4 separate regions of the Mus musculus genome follow, and regions 2, 3 and 4 are each linked to region 1. Evidence: chromatin contacts called from public HiChIP or PLAC-seq data. All regions are on one chromosome and are shown on one strand. Each heading gives the region's core, a stretch centred on a gene start, on an enhancer-like site or on the middle of the called end of the contact. The rest is flanking DNA. Distances are from core to core; before and after follow the strand shown.

Region 1 (2,852 bases), core at 81-2,580:
CATGTGAGGTGCTCCTCATTTCCAGAGGAGTCAGCCCTGCTGTCATCAAAGCCACCTGCCCTCAGGGGCAAGCAGACTATCTAGAGAGCTAGGGGCATGCTTAATCCATCTACCCCGCTTCCCTGGAGTCTCCCTTATGGATCTCAACATGTTCCAAGAGGCAGTGTTGGGCGGGGGGCACCTTCAACAAAGGCAGGAGCAACACTTCTTGGGATAGGGGCTTTGGCCCAGGTATTAGCTCAGGTTCTGGGATGAGCTTAGCTCACCCATTGCCCGTGGGGAGCCCTTTGCAGTCACTTTCCAGATCCCACTCCAGGTTCTTGTAGGACATCGTGCAGGTCGGGCCCATCCCATCCCAGGACCTGGGCACCTGGCTGCACTTCCCAGCCATGGCCCACACCACTTGTTTGCTTCCTCACAGCTGTCCAGATCCACATCCTGAAGGCCGACAAAGCAGGGGACTGGTGGAAGTTCACCGTGAACATCATCTCCGTGTACAAGCAGGGCACAAGTCGTATTCGCCGTGGTGACCAGAGTTTGTGGATCCGCTCACGAGACATCGCCTGCAAGTGTCCCAAAATCAAGCCCCTCAAGAAGTACTTGCTGTTGGGTAATGCCGAGGACTCACCTGACCAGAGTGGCATCGTGGCAGACAAGAGCAGCCTGGTGATCCAGTGGCGGGACACATGGGCACGGCGGCTGCGCAAGTTCCAGCAACGGGAGAAGAAGGGCAAGTGCAAGAAGGCCTAGCGCGGAGGTGGCGCGGGCTCCAGGAGGGCGGGCAGGGCGCTGGCAAAGGCTGGCAGCCTTGGACTTGGCCGTCAGGGGTTTTTTTGGGAGGGTGGGGGCGGGGCGAAGTCGAAGTGGGGCGGGGCCCTCAGCGGCTCCGCCCCAGCCCCACCCTCACACCCCTGGCTGCGCTCTTATGCGCATGGCAGAAAGCACCCTGTATTGACAGGCCAGGCCCTGGAGAAATGAGGACAAGACATAGCTACCTCACGGCGCTCCTTCCAGAACAGAGATGCGCTTCCCTAGGGCTAGGTGGGGGTCGCCGTGGAGGGGTTAGGGAGGTCCTGAGAGGCGGGAACAGAATGGCACAGTGGTCTACAGTCGCTGTGTTTGATGGTTATTGAAGGGGGATGTAAGAACTGTGAATTTTTGGGCCTGCAGCCTGGGCAGGGGCAACCAATCCACCACCAGACACTAGTCACGCCCCCCTCCTTTCTCCATCACCCGCTGTCTAGGAATTCCCACAGGACTCCAGACTCTGACAACAGGTCCCTATGTTAGAGGGCCCGATGACACTGGGATCAGCCAGCTTTGGTCTCCACTGCCACCTGCTGGGCTGGTCTCCTGGGTGGAGTTCACCATCTGTAGGGAGGGGAGAGTTCTCCTGGGGCCTGCTCTACTCCAGTGGGGCTGGCCCAGGCTCCTGGCCCATCAGAGGGCCTAGGGCCTAAGGACCCTGAAGTCAAGCCGGGTGGTCACTGCCTCTGCTGGAGCTGCCTGTGGAAGGAGGCATTGCAAACCAAAACCTCCCAGAGAGTTTCCTTGCTGGAAACTTGGAAACAGCCCTTTTTATGACATTTTCCAGGGGAGGGGGAGGGGTACTGGCGGGGGTTTAGGGCAGTGACACTATTTGTGTAATGACATCAGCTCCCACAAGGCCTCACAGCAATGTCAACAGCTGGAGAGGGCCTGGTTAAGTCTGGAATGCCAGCGGCTGTCTAGGCAGTTTGAACCAGGCTTGGGGGAAGGGGCTTGCCTGAGTCAGGGTAGGGTCGCTGCTCAGCAAGGTGCCTGGCGTCCAAGCTGGAGGGCAAGGCCAGGAATGGTCAGGTTCTTGGGGTCCAAGCATTCTGTGACTGCTTCCTGCTGCCGCCCTCACTGCTGGCTCCCCAGAAAAGGGACATAGACTCCTTGGTTAAGAAACCCACTCTAGCTCCCAGCTGTCTTGGTCTAGCCTGGGCAGTCTGGTCTATTCCTTTCTGGCTGCCTTCTTTGTGGAGGTCCCCAGGCCCTCCTGTATGCCTAGCTCTCTTTTCTCTTAGAGACTTAATGTCCTCACGCAGGCAGCTCCAAGCTTCCCTTCTGGTTGCTTCCCAGGCCCCTTTAGCCTTTCCCTGCCTCCCTGTACTCGGGCCTCTAGCCTCGCGCCCCGCACACTGGATGAGAGGCCTGGCCCTCTCAGTCAGGAAATTGGTTTCATTTCTCCTGCCCACTTGGCTGCCCTGAAGGGCCATATGAGGGATGAAGCTCAGCCCCTCAGTGACACGGCTCCCTCTGCTTCTCCACTTCTGCCCACATCACCACTGCCACTTACTGAGCACCCTCTTGGTGCCAGGCACTTTACCCATATGCTCCTGGCCTGTTTTCACCACAAACCTGCGAGGCAGGGATTCACTCTTGTCTTCGTGTTCACCAGTAAAAAGACATGTCCACGTGCCCAAGGTCACACCAGCACCGGTACTCAGACTCTGACCTCACCACAGTTGCACATCAGCAGTTAGCCCTCTTGACACTCCCACAGTAGGCGAGGGTTGGGTGGGATAGTGGTTACCACTGAGACCCAGGCAGCTTGTCTCTAGAGAACTCTGAGGATATGAGCCTGGAGTATGGTCTGGGACAGACCCAGCAACACCTCCTGAGGAGGCATCGGGAGTGGCGGGGAATGAGGAATGGACTCCCTAGTGGAAAGCCGCAAGATCCAGGAAGACAGGCATGGCCATCTGAGAGGGCCTGGAGAGGTGGCTTAGCTGCTTCCCTAGCCGGAGGAAGACTAAGGCTTCAGAGGGAGGCTGGCATGAGCACACAGACCTACCCTGGCAAGGGTCAGGTGGCTTCCCTGGTCC
Region 2 (2,829 bases), core at 319-2,818, 140 kb after region 1:
ACAAGTCAGCATGGTGTTCTACTCCAGTGGAGACCCCAGCCACCATATATCACAGAACACTACAGAGTGCCATGCTCTCGGCCACGCTCAGTTACTGACGTCTGTTTTCACAGATGTCCCAGAGAAGCCACCTGAAAAGCAGTGTACGGCACAGCTGCTCTTGGCTGGGAGCAAGACATACTTGGAAACCTTGTTTCCTAAGTGTTCAAACCCAGAGCAAGTTTCCCAAGTACAAATTAATTACCAAATTCTATGTGTTGACAAGCAAACACTCAACTGTTTATGCTTCAATTCAACAAAGGAAATTTTAGCATATTACTCTTGAACCTCTAAAGCAAACAAGCTCCATGGATAGGATATACTTTGTTACAACCCCCCTTAAAGTGCTTAAAAACATTTTAATCCTGAAATCCAGCATGTAAAGGGAAACCCAAAAGATCTACATATACAGTTTAACAAAACAGTTACAAAGTGAAGACTGTGCAACTATCACACGCTGGCCCAACTTGGCAGCACCATACTGGACTCAGCCTCGTAAAACTCTACACTCATTCAGCCAATAAGCAATCAACAAACATCTGCAATATGCCAGGCAGCGTGTTAGATGCACATTTGGACACTTGGCCAGTATTACTTACTAGCATGTTTGCTCAAATCACAGCTACCACAGAGTTCCTGATTGTCACTTATCTCAGTTTCAATGCAAATAAATACACAACTTATCATATGGACAAGGAACATTTTGCTCCAATAAATCTATCTGGGAGGCTTGAACTCAAGGGATATTTAAGAATATATCACTGTGGAAAGAACCACAAGAAAGGGCTTGATGGCCAGTACCACTCAGATGTGAACTTTTCTCTCTGACCTACACGAACAGTGACTGATTAACCCTTGAGGTTAGGCCTCTTCCTCCACAACAAAGGCCTCTCCACGCGGGAGCTGCTTACAACTTTCCCAAGCACCTTGCAGAGAGCTTTATTTATCACGCCAGGATTAGATCTGAAAAAAGCATTTGTTCCACTATAAAGACAGCAGAAATCCCTGGTTAGAAGACTAATGTTCTTTTAACCCGAAGAAAAACCGAACCCATGGCTCTGCCCGAAGAGAAATAGTTTTGCCTTATTAATCACTAAGTTCTCAAGTCAACTCAGTGTGTGAGAGCCTCAGAAGCAATTCAGCTGTTTCCACATCGGAAAGTTCCAACAGCACATAGTCCAGGATAATGTTAAAACAATACACACGGCAGCACCGCTTCCTTACTAGGCTCCATTTCGCTGGGAAAGGGGGAAATTTAAGCCAAAGGATAATTTACATGAAGAGTCTACAAAGGAGGATGTATGAGATGAGTCACTAGAATGTGGACAGAAAACCTCTTCTAAATTCTTTTAGGATCCATGCAATACACAGAGCAATAGTGTATATAACTTTATAAGAGCAATTATAAAGAATGATCTAGAACTTCACTCACAAATACTTTTGTTTTTATTGGTGCTGGTGATTAAAGTCAGGGCCTTGTGTGTGGCACGAACAGATACTATCACTGAGTCACACCTTTGGCCACATCTCAAGATTATTACTAATGGGATGTGTGACTTAACTATCCTAAGGGGATCTGGGAGCCTCGTAATTGTAAGCTCCTGAGTTTCTAATCTCAGCACTGGGAAACAGGAGAGGGAAGAAGGGAGGGAAGAGGAAGAGGAGGAAAAGTTGGCAGCTAATGCATTAAGAGTGGTGAAGGTTATCTATGAAAGAATACACACACACACATACACACACACACACACACACACACACACACACACACACACACGAGTCTAAAAGGTAAATATCTTTGTCATTATTCAAGCAAGTGTGAGAGTCCTAAAGTCAACAGAGAGTGCTGAGCCAACCTCAGCTGAAAAGCCTGTGAATGCTTAGAAGCCTTGGTGCTCTTCTCCCTCACGGCCACTTCCCCGCCAGCTTGCCCTCTCATTCTATTAAGAGAGTCTCTCCATTTGGAACTGTGCCCAATCCTTTTTAAGGGGAAAATTTAAATGCACATACAAAAGTAACGGTAGGGGTAGGTGGAAAAGACCGCAATCCCATCCACCTTACAGGGTAAGGCAGGGTCGGCGCCTCCTCCACAGTGAAGAGGCTTGCTTAGATTACTGGGATAGTTTCCAGGCTAACTGCTCTCCCACTCCAAGACTTCTCATCTGCTCAGTCTTCATCCCCACCTATCCTATCCCCAATCACTATCAAAATTATCTTTCACATTGTAGTAGGGCTGGTAAACTGCCTACAGAGCAAATCTGTCTATCCCCTCTTCTCTCACTATAAATAAAGCTTTATACACTACATTAGAATGCACCTGCATTCACTTATTTACATATCAACTATGGCTGCTTTGCCACACCTTATAATGTGAATTGTTCTTTTTTATCTTTTATTGAAGTCAAGTCAATACTACATAGAAGTAGTACTTTAAACAATTCAGGAGCATTTAGTACATTCATAGTAGTGATCAAATACTAGGTCTAGTTTCAGTCTCTTTACCCCCAAAGCAGTTCAGACCCACTGCCCTTTCTTCCAGTTCACACCCACTGCCCTTTCTTCCAGTTCACACCCACTGCCCTTTCTTCCAGTTCACACCCACTGTCCTTTCTTCTAGTTTATACCCACTGCCTTTTCTTTCAATTCACACCCACTGTCCTTTCTTCCAGTTCACATCCACTGCCTTTTCCTTCAGTTCCTGGGGATCGCCAATCTAGAGTTTTACAGCTATGCATTTACCTATTACAGATATTTCAAGTCAATGGGATTATACAACATGTGAAAGACAGTGTC
Region 3 (2,747 bases), core at 202-2,701, 130 kb before region 1:
TACTGTGCCCACCTGCCTGCCCAGAGCGGTGCAGAAACTACCCATAAGCTTTTCTGCTGAAGCCTTGAATGGAGCCTGGGAGTAAGAGGGAAATAATACCACACACTTGCCAATGCCACGTGGTGTTTCCCTGCGCTTTAGAAATGGATTGAAGTCACGTTCAGGGCCCAATCTCTCCGGGATGCCTGAGACACTCCTCTAAGTCCCACGTGAAGTGGATGCTGAGTGGGCACTGGGGTTTGACCAAAGGAAGAGGGCACGAGAAGTGGCCTTCTGTAGCACCACAGTACCCACATGTTCTAGATCCCTGCAGGGGCAGGAGAAGCTGCAAGACTTGAGGAAGTCTAAGGAAACAGGCAGGCCTGAGAGCGTGGGGAGGAGTCTGGGCTAGCAAAGGGCTTTGACCTTCTTGTAGCCCAGGGCTGACAAGATGCATCTGAGGCCAGGACTTCATGGGGAGCACTTTCCCCTGGAAGCCATCATTTTCTTGGGGTCCCCACATGGTCCCTCACCCCAGCTTTCTAGCTTCATGCCAGCACCCGCCCTGGTGGCCGTGGGGCCTGGGTTATTTGCTGTTTTTTCAAGTGTACACCACACCCTTGAACTGTCTGCCAAGGAGGCGCATTGTTCGTGAGAATTCCTCCCAGGCTCCAGCTAACCCTTAGATGCACTATTCTGGGCTTAGGGTCCTGAATTACTTGTCTTTCTTTCTTTCCCCTTTTCCTTTCTTCCTTTTAAAGTCTTCCCAAACACCCCCCTCCCGTATTCTTGCCTTCGCCTAACCTAGTCTTCTTACCAAGTTTCATCTTATTGTCTAAAAAGCTTGGAGAGATGGGCGGGGCTGCAGGAACTGAGCTATAATCAAAGAGGCCCCTTGACCTGGTCTGCACAGCCACTCTTACTCCTGGCCCTGGAGAGGAGGCACGGAGACCCCTGAGCTATGAGGAAGGAGTATGGGCAGGTCCCCTGGTGGCTGTGTGTATATATGCGCAGCTGATGGGAGGTGACTGGGGGGCGCAATGGTGTGGAAGAGGGCATAGAACGTAGGCTGAAGAATGAAAACCAGTATTTCCCTCAGAACAGAGCAGATTAACCTGTAGAATAGAAGTCTTGCCAAACCCAACTTCCTTGTTCCCAGAAACCTTGGCACAGGGGCCCCCCTCTCTGGCAGAGGCCCATCCTCATCAGAGGAACCAGCAAGGCAGCTGCTGTGAGTTTCTTTCGCCTGTCTTTTCTGGCAACCCCAAATGCTTACTTTTTTCCTTCCCTTTTCCTTCCCCACCCTCCTGTAGCAGGGAGTTGGTTCTGGTTAATGTTGAAGATCATAACATGATTACCCTAAAGTCTCATGAAATTAAATCACTTTTCTTCAAAGAGAAAGGGCTTGGGGAGGGGACTGGCTGGCTGGTAGGCCAGTGAGGGGCGAGCGGATATTGAAAGCAGGCTGGCAGCTGCCTGGAGCTCTGCTTAGCGGAGGCCAACAGAACCAGGGCAGCCACACATGGGGGCCGTGTTTGCCAGCAGTGGCTCTGAGGCCTTGGGTTGCCCACCTGTGCCCTAGGCACCTGTCTCCTGAGTGCAGGGTCTTGGGGGGTGGGAGGTGAGAAGCAGAGTTGGAAGTGACAGCGGGAAGGAAAAGACTCAGGGAGATGAACCTGAAGGATGAGTCACGGGGGTGTGTGTGGAGGGGAGTGGGGGGGGGGGGAAGGAAAGCAACTCTAAATAAATACCCTAGAGAGTTCTTTATCAGCAGCTGCCCTGGGAATTCATAGGGCCACAGAATGTATCTAAGGACAGCTCTCCTACCAGAAAAGCCTGCGATTGAACCTTAGCCCTTATAGGCAAAGCACTGCTTGCAGAGGTAGGCTGGGGCAGGCATGTTCCCTTTATCATCAGATGTCCTGGATTTATGATATGTTACAGGTTAAGAGAACCCTGTAGGTCATCCAACATCAGATGTCTCACAAAGTATATTAGTCTCCTGTGTACTTAGCCCCTCAAAGAATACCCAGCTTCCATTCCATGCCTTCTGGGTATGAGTTCTCTCAAAGTCCTTCTGACTGTCCTTCTTGGAGAGACTCTGGGACTTATACCCATTAATCCAGGTTTTACCTCTTGGAGACAGGAAACAGTGGCCTGGCTTGGGCAATGACTGGTTTGGAAAGCGCTGGCTGTGGGTGTGGCTTTGTCTTTGACATGTGGGCATCCTGTGGAGGTTCTCACAATGAGTACACTGGGTCTGACATCTCTTTGAGTCTTTCCCGCCCCCTTTCTGGGCTAGTATTTCAAAGGGAACATAAAGAGTGATTTCAAGACAAGACCAAAAAGATATTTTATTCTATTACTGTTGACCCGCAGCACCCTGAGCTCTTGTGGGGCTAGTGCGCATCTCAGGAGGCTCGGACTGGATGGATCTGTGAGTCAAGATGAAGTAGCAAGTAAAAATTGCTGCTAGCACAAGCCAGTGCTCCCACTAGCACAAGCCAGTGCTCCCGACACAGGCAGTGGGGTGAAGGTCCACCCGAGAAAGCTGTGGGGTTGGTCACTTGAGTTAGAAAGCTAGTGGTCACTGCAAGGAGACTTGACATCGGCGGGGTGGCTTGCTATGAAAAGTTCAGCGAGTGCATATTTCTGAGGGTTTAGGGATGGGATGTGGCCAGCTCCGGTTGGAGCTCAGCGCCGTGACTCATTCTCACCAAGGGTCACCGAGCATCTTTCTGCGCTTGGCCTTGGGCTGAACTCCTCAC
Region 4 (2,784 bases), core at 10-2,509, 170 kb before region 1:
AAACGTGGTGAGAGAGCTCATGTTTCTTTGAGATGGGGTATGTTCCCCATGCTGGCCTTGAACTCCTGGGCTTAAGATAGCTCTCAAGCCTTCGGCCTCCAGAGTAGCTGAAGTGGCAAAAGCACACCACCCACAGGAGAACACCACTGCCTCAGGCCAGGAGCCCAGATTACTGTATCCAAATTATATATATATACACACACATACATACACACACACACACACACACACACACACACACACACACACACACATATAAGTAGCCAGAAATTTGGGAAAGTTATCCCTAGCCTCTGAAGCCTCCACACCCTTAGTTGAAGAGTAGAGTCAATTGGTACTATGCAAAGCTATTGTGGGAATCTCCCTAGGGATATTAAAAAAAAAAAAGGATCTAGGAGCTGCCAAGTCAGCTTCAGGGGACCCTGGGAGAACTGAACTGGCCCCATCTCTGAAGTTCAGGATAGACCTGAGTAGGCCACTATCCAGGTGCGTCCGAGCTTCTTGGCCTTTAGCCTCGAATCACCACAGCTTCCAGGCCTAAAAGAAAATTGGCAGTGACAACTCTGTGAGGTTTAGGCGCTGCCTCTTGTTGCCCCCCACCCCATCCCCTAGAGCCTAGGGGCAGAAAGTTCACATCCCTTTCCAGTTCCCCTTCCTCACGCCTCTGGGGCCGAGTGCCCATAGGGGCAAGGCCCTGAGCGTAGTGCCACCGGGGCCACCAGTCTGGGTTGGAGGAAGGCTGGACCTCTGCGAAGAAAAGAAAACAAACACAGATGTGTTTGGCTGGGACCGGGAGGGAGAAAGCCGTTCTCGCCCCCACCCCACCCCCACAGGGTGCGCGCCGGCCCTGCCCCCTCTCCGGGGTTTCCCCGGGCGCTCCTCTTGCTTTCTCTTTGTCTCTGCTGTTCTTTCTCCGGCTCCCAGGTTCCCACCCGCTCGCTCTCGCCCTCTGGAGCATCCCGGGCCCGTTGGCTTTAACTTTCTTCTTCCCGGGGTTAAAACTTTGCTCGTGAGCGGGCGGCTGCTTGCCGACGTTACTGGCCGGCGCCCCGCCCGGCGGCCCCGCCTCCGCGCTCCCCTCCGCCCCCCACTCCTAGCGCGAGTGGTGGCGGCGGCGGCAGCGGCAGCGGCAGCGGCGGGCGGCGGCAGAGCCTTCGGGGGCGTGCGTGCGTGTGTGAGTGCGCGCCAGCGAGCGTGAGTGTGTGTGTGTGTGTGCGCCCCGGGCGGGCAGGGCAGCACTCGGACCGCGGCGGGAGTCGGCGGCCGCGTCGTCACTCGGGAGGAAGAGGCGGCGGCGGTGGCGGCCGGGGCCGGGGCTGGGGCAGCGGCGGCCGCGCCGGGCATGGAGCTGGCAAGCCCGCGTTGAGACAGGACGCTCTTGCTAGCCGCCAGCGAGAGGCTCTCTGCAGTCCGGCGCGCGGGCTCCCCGGCTTGGGCCAGGCAAACTTTTCTTTCTCTTTTGCCATCACTTAGAGGTAAAGTCTCCTACGCGGAATCCCCAGCGGGGACGCGATTGGGGAGGGGGCATTTATAAAGGAAGGACCCCAGGTGGCAAGAGAAAAGGACGCTGAGCCCGTGCGTGGTTGGGGGATCTGGAGCCCTGCTGCGCCTGAGGCTTAAGGGAGCAAGGAGAATGGGCATAGCTGCGGATGGGCAGATGGGCGCGGGCTTGCTCTTCGGTTGGCCGGGAGGCTGGGGAAGCCGGGAGGAAGGGGCGCGGGCGGTTCAGGTTTGGAAGCCCCTGCGCTCGGGGTCCCCCGGACTTTGGGGGAGGGAAGTGGGCAGTCTCGGGGTTGGTACCCCGGGGAGCGGGGCACTTGCCCGCCACTCCACCGAGGGCTGTTGGGCGCGGGGCGGGCTGGCTGCTGGCTGGCTGAGCGCGGCTCCCCTCTCTCCGCAGGCGCCTGGTGCGGCGGGCGAACCGACTCCTTGGCGCGGCGGGGCCGGGGCAAGCTGGCCACAGCATGATGCGCGCTGTGTGGGAGGCGCTGGCGGCGCTGGCGGCGGTGGCGTGCCTGGTGGGCGCGGTGCGCGGCGGGCCCGGGCTTAGCATGTTCGCCGGCCAGGCGGCGCAGCCTGATCCTTGCTCGGATGAGAATGGACACCCGCGCCGCTGCATCCCGGACTTTGTCAACGCGGCCTTCGGCAAGGACGTGCGCGTGTCCAGCACCTGCGGCCGGCCCCCGGCGCGCTACTGCGTGGTGAGCGAGCGTGGTGAAGAGCGGCTGCGCTCCTGTCACCTCTGCAACTCTTCGGATCCCAAGAAAGCGCACCCGCCCGCCTTCCTCACCGACCTCAATAACCCGCACAACCTGACGTGCTGGCAGTCCGAGAACTACCTGCAGTTCCCGCACAACGTGACGCTCACTCTGTCGCTCGGCAAGAAGTTTGAGGTGACCTATGTGAGCCTGCAATTCTGCTCGCCGCGGCCAGAGTCCATGGCCATCTACAAGTCCATGGACTACGGGCGCACGTGGGTGCCCTTCCAGTTCTATTCCACGCAGTGCCGCAAAATGTACAACCGGCCGCACCGCGCGCCTATCACCAAACAGAACGAGCAGGAGGCCGTGTGCACCGACTCGCACACCGACATGCGCCCGCTCTCTGGCGGGCTGATCGCTTTCAGCACGCTGGACGGGCGGCCCTCGGCGCACGACTTCGACAACTCGCCGGTGCTGCAGGACTGGGTCACGGCCACCGACATCCGCGTGGCTTTCAGCCGCCTGCACACGTTCGGCGACGAGAACGAAGACGACTCGGAGCTGGCGCGCGACTCCTATTACT

What was found. HiChIP or PLAC-seq counts read pairs in DNA pulled down with a chosen protein or histone mark.
Region 2: a contact with region 1 is called in a FOXA1 HiChIP or PLAC-seq map of pancreatic cancer cells. The contact joins two enhancer-like sites. A contact is called at or near these places in 2 of 39 promoter capture datasets (the 3T3-L1 cell line and embryonic stem cells), 1 of 15 datasets of contacts at CTCF or cohesin (pro-B cells), 10 of 484 Hi-C or Micro-C datasets (the HL-1 cell line, the N1E-115 cell line, double positive thymocytes and 2 more), 2 of 115 datasets of contacts at active chromatin or transcription factors (heart atrium and pancreatic cancer cells) and 1 of 9 other capture datasets (embryonic stem cells).
Region 3: an H3K27ac HiChIP or PLAC-seq map of heart atrium shows a contact between it and region 1, with 6 read pairs. The contact joins two enhancer-like sites. A contact is called at or near these places in 1 of 39 promoter capture datasets (liver), 3 of 484 Hi-C or Micro-C datasets (the N1E-115 cell line, trophoblast stem cells and uterus) and 3 of 115 datasets of contacts at active chromatin or transcription factors (embryonic stem cells and heart atrium).
Region 4: a contact with region 1 is called in an H3K27ac HiChIP or PLAC-seq map of heart atrium, with 10 times the contacts expected there. The contact joins the promoter of Ntn1 here to the enhancer-like site in region 1. A contact is called at or near these places in 20 of 39 promoter capture datasets (the 3T3-L1 cell line, 3T3-L1-derived adipocytes, the C10 cell line and 14 more), 26 of 484 Hi-C or Micro-C datasets (the CH12 cell line, Sertoli cells, cerebral cortex and 16 more), 27 of 115 datasets of contacts at active chromatin or transcription factors (bone marrow-derived macrophages, craniofacial prominence, differentiating embryonic stem cells and 18 more) and 5 of 9 other capture datasets (adipose tissue, embryonic stem cells, liver and 2 more).

The regions. Positions count from the first base shown.
Region 1 is chr11:68,210,904-68,213,755 of GRCm38.p6, reverse strand. It overlaps Ntn1 (netrin 1), which reads left to right. Exons shown (of 7, transcript NM_008744.2): 7 at 422-2,852. The coding sequence ends at 750. Among named protein-coding and RNA genes, the nearest start is that of Mir6406, 8.6 kb to the left of the region's middle. Within about 2 kb of position 1,330, at least 59 of the 459 cell types and tissues checked have an H3K27ac peak or open chromatin away from gene starts, as enhancers often do. A contact at or near this core is called in cerebral cortex, double positive thymocytes, embryonic limb bud and 6 more, where this site is marked.
Region 2 is chr11:68,071,105-68,073,933 of GRCm38.p6, reverse strand. All of the region lies in intron 6 of Stx8 (syntaxin 8), which reads right to left. Among named protein-coding and RNA genes, the nearest start is that of Stx8, 110 kb to the right of the region's middle. Within about 2 kb of position 1,568, at least 21 of the 459 cell types and tissues checked have an H3K27ac peak or open chromatin away from gene starts, as enhancers often do. A contact at or near this core is called in pancreatic cancer cells, where this site is marked.
Region 3 is chr11:68,340,000-68,342,746 of GRCm38.p6, reverse strand. The region is part of intron 2 of Ntn1 (netrin 1); the gene reads left to right. Among named protein-coding and RNA genes, the nearest start is that of Ntn1, 45 kb to the left of the region's middle. Within about 2 kb of position 1,451, at least 45 of the 459 cell types and tissues checked have an H3K27ac peak or open chromatin away from gene starts, as enhancers often do. A contact at or near this core is called in heart atrium and uterus, where this site is marked.
Region 4 is chr11:68,385,301-68,388,084 of GRCm38.p6, reverse strand. It overlaps Ntn1 (netrin 1), which reads left to right and starts at 1,259. Exons shown (of 7, transcript NM_008744.2): 1 at 1,259-1,475; 2 at 1,901-2,784. The coding sequence starts at 1,965.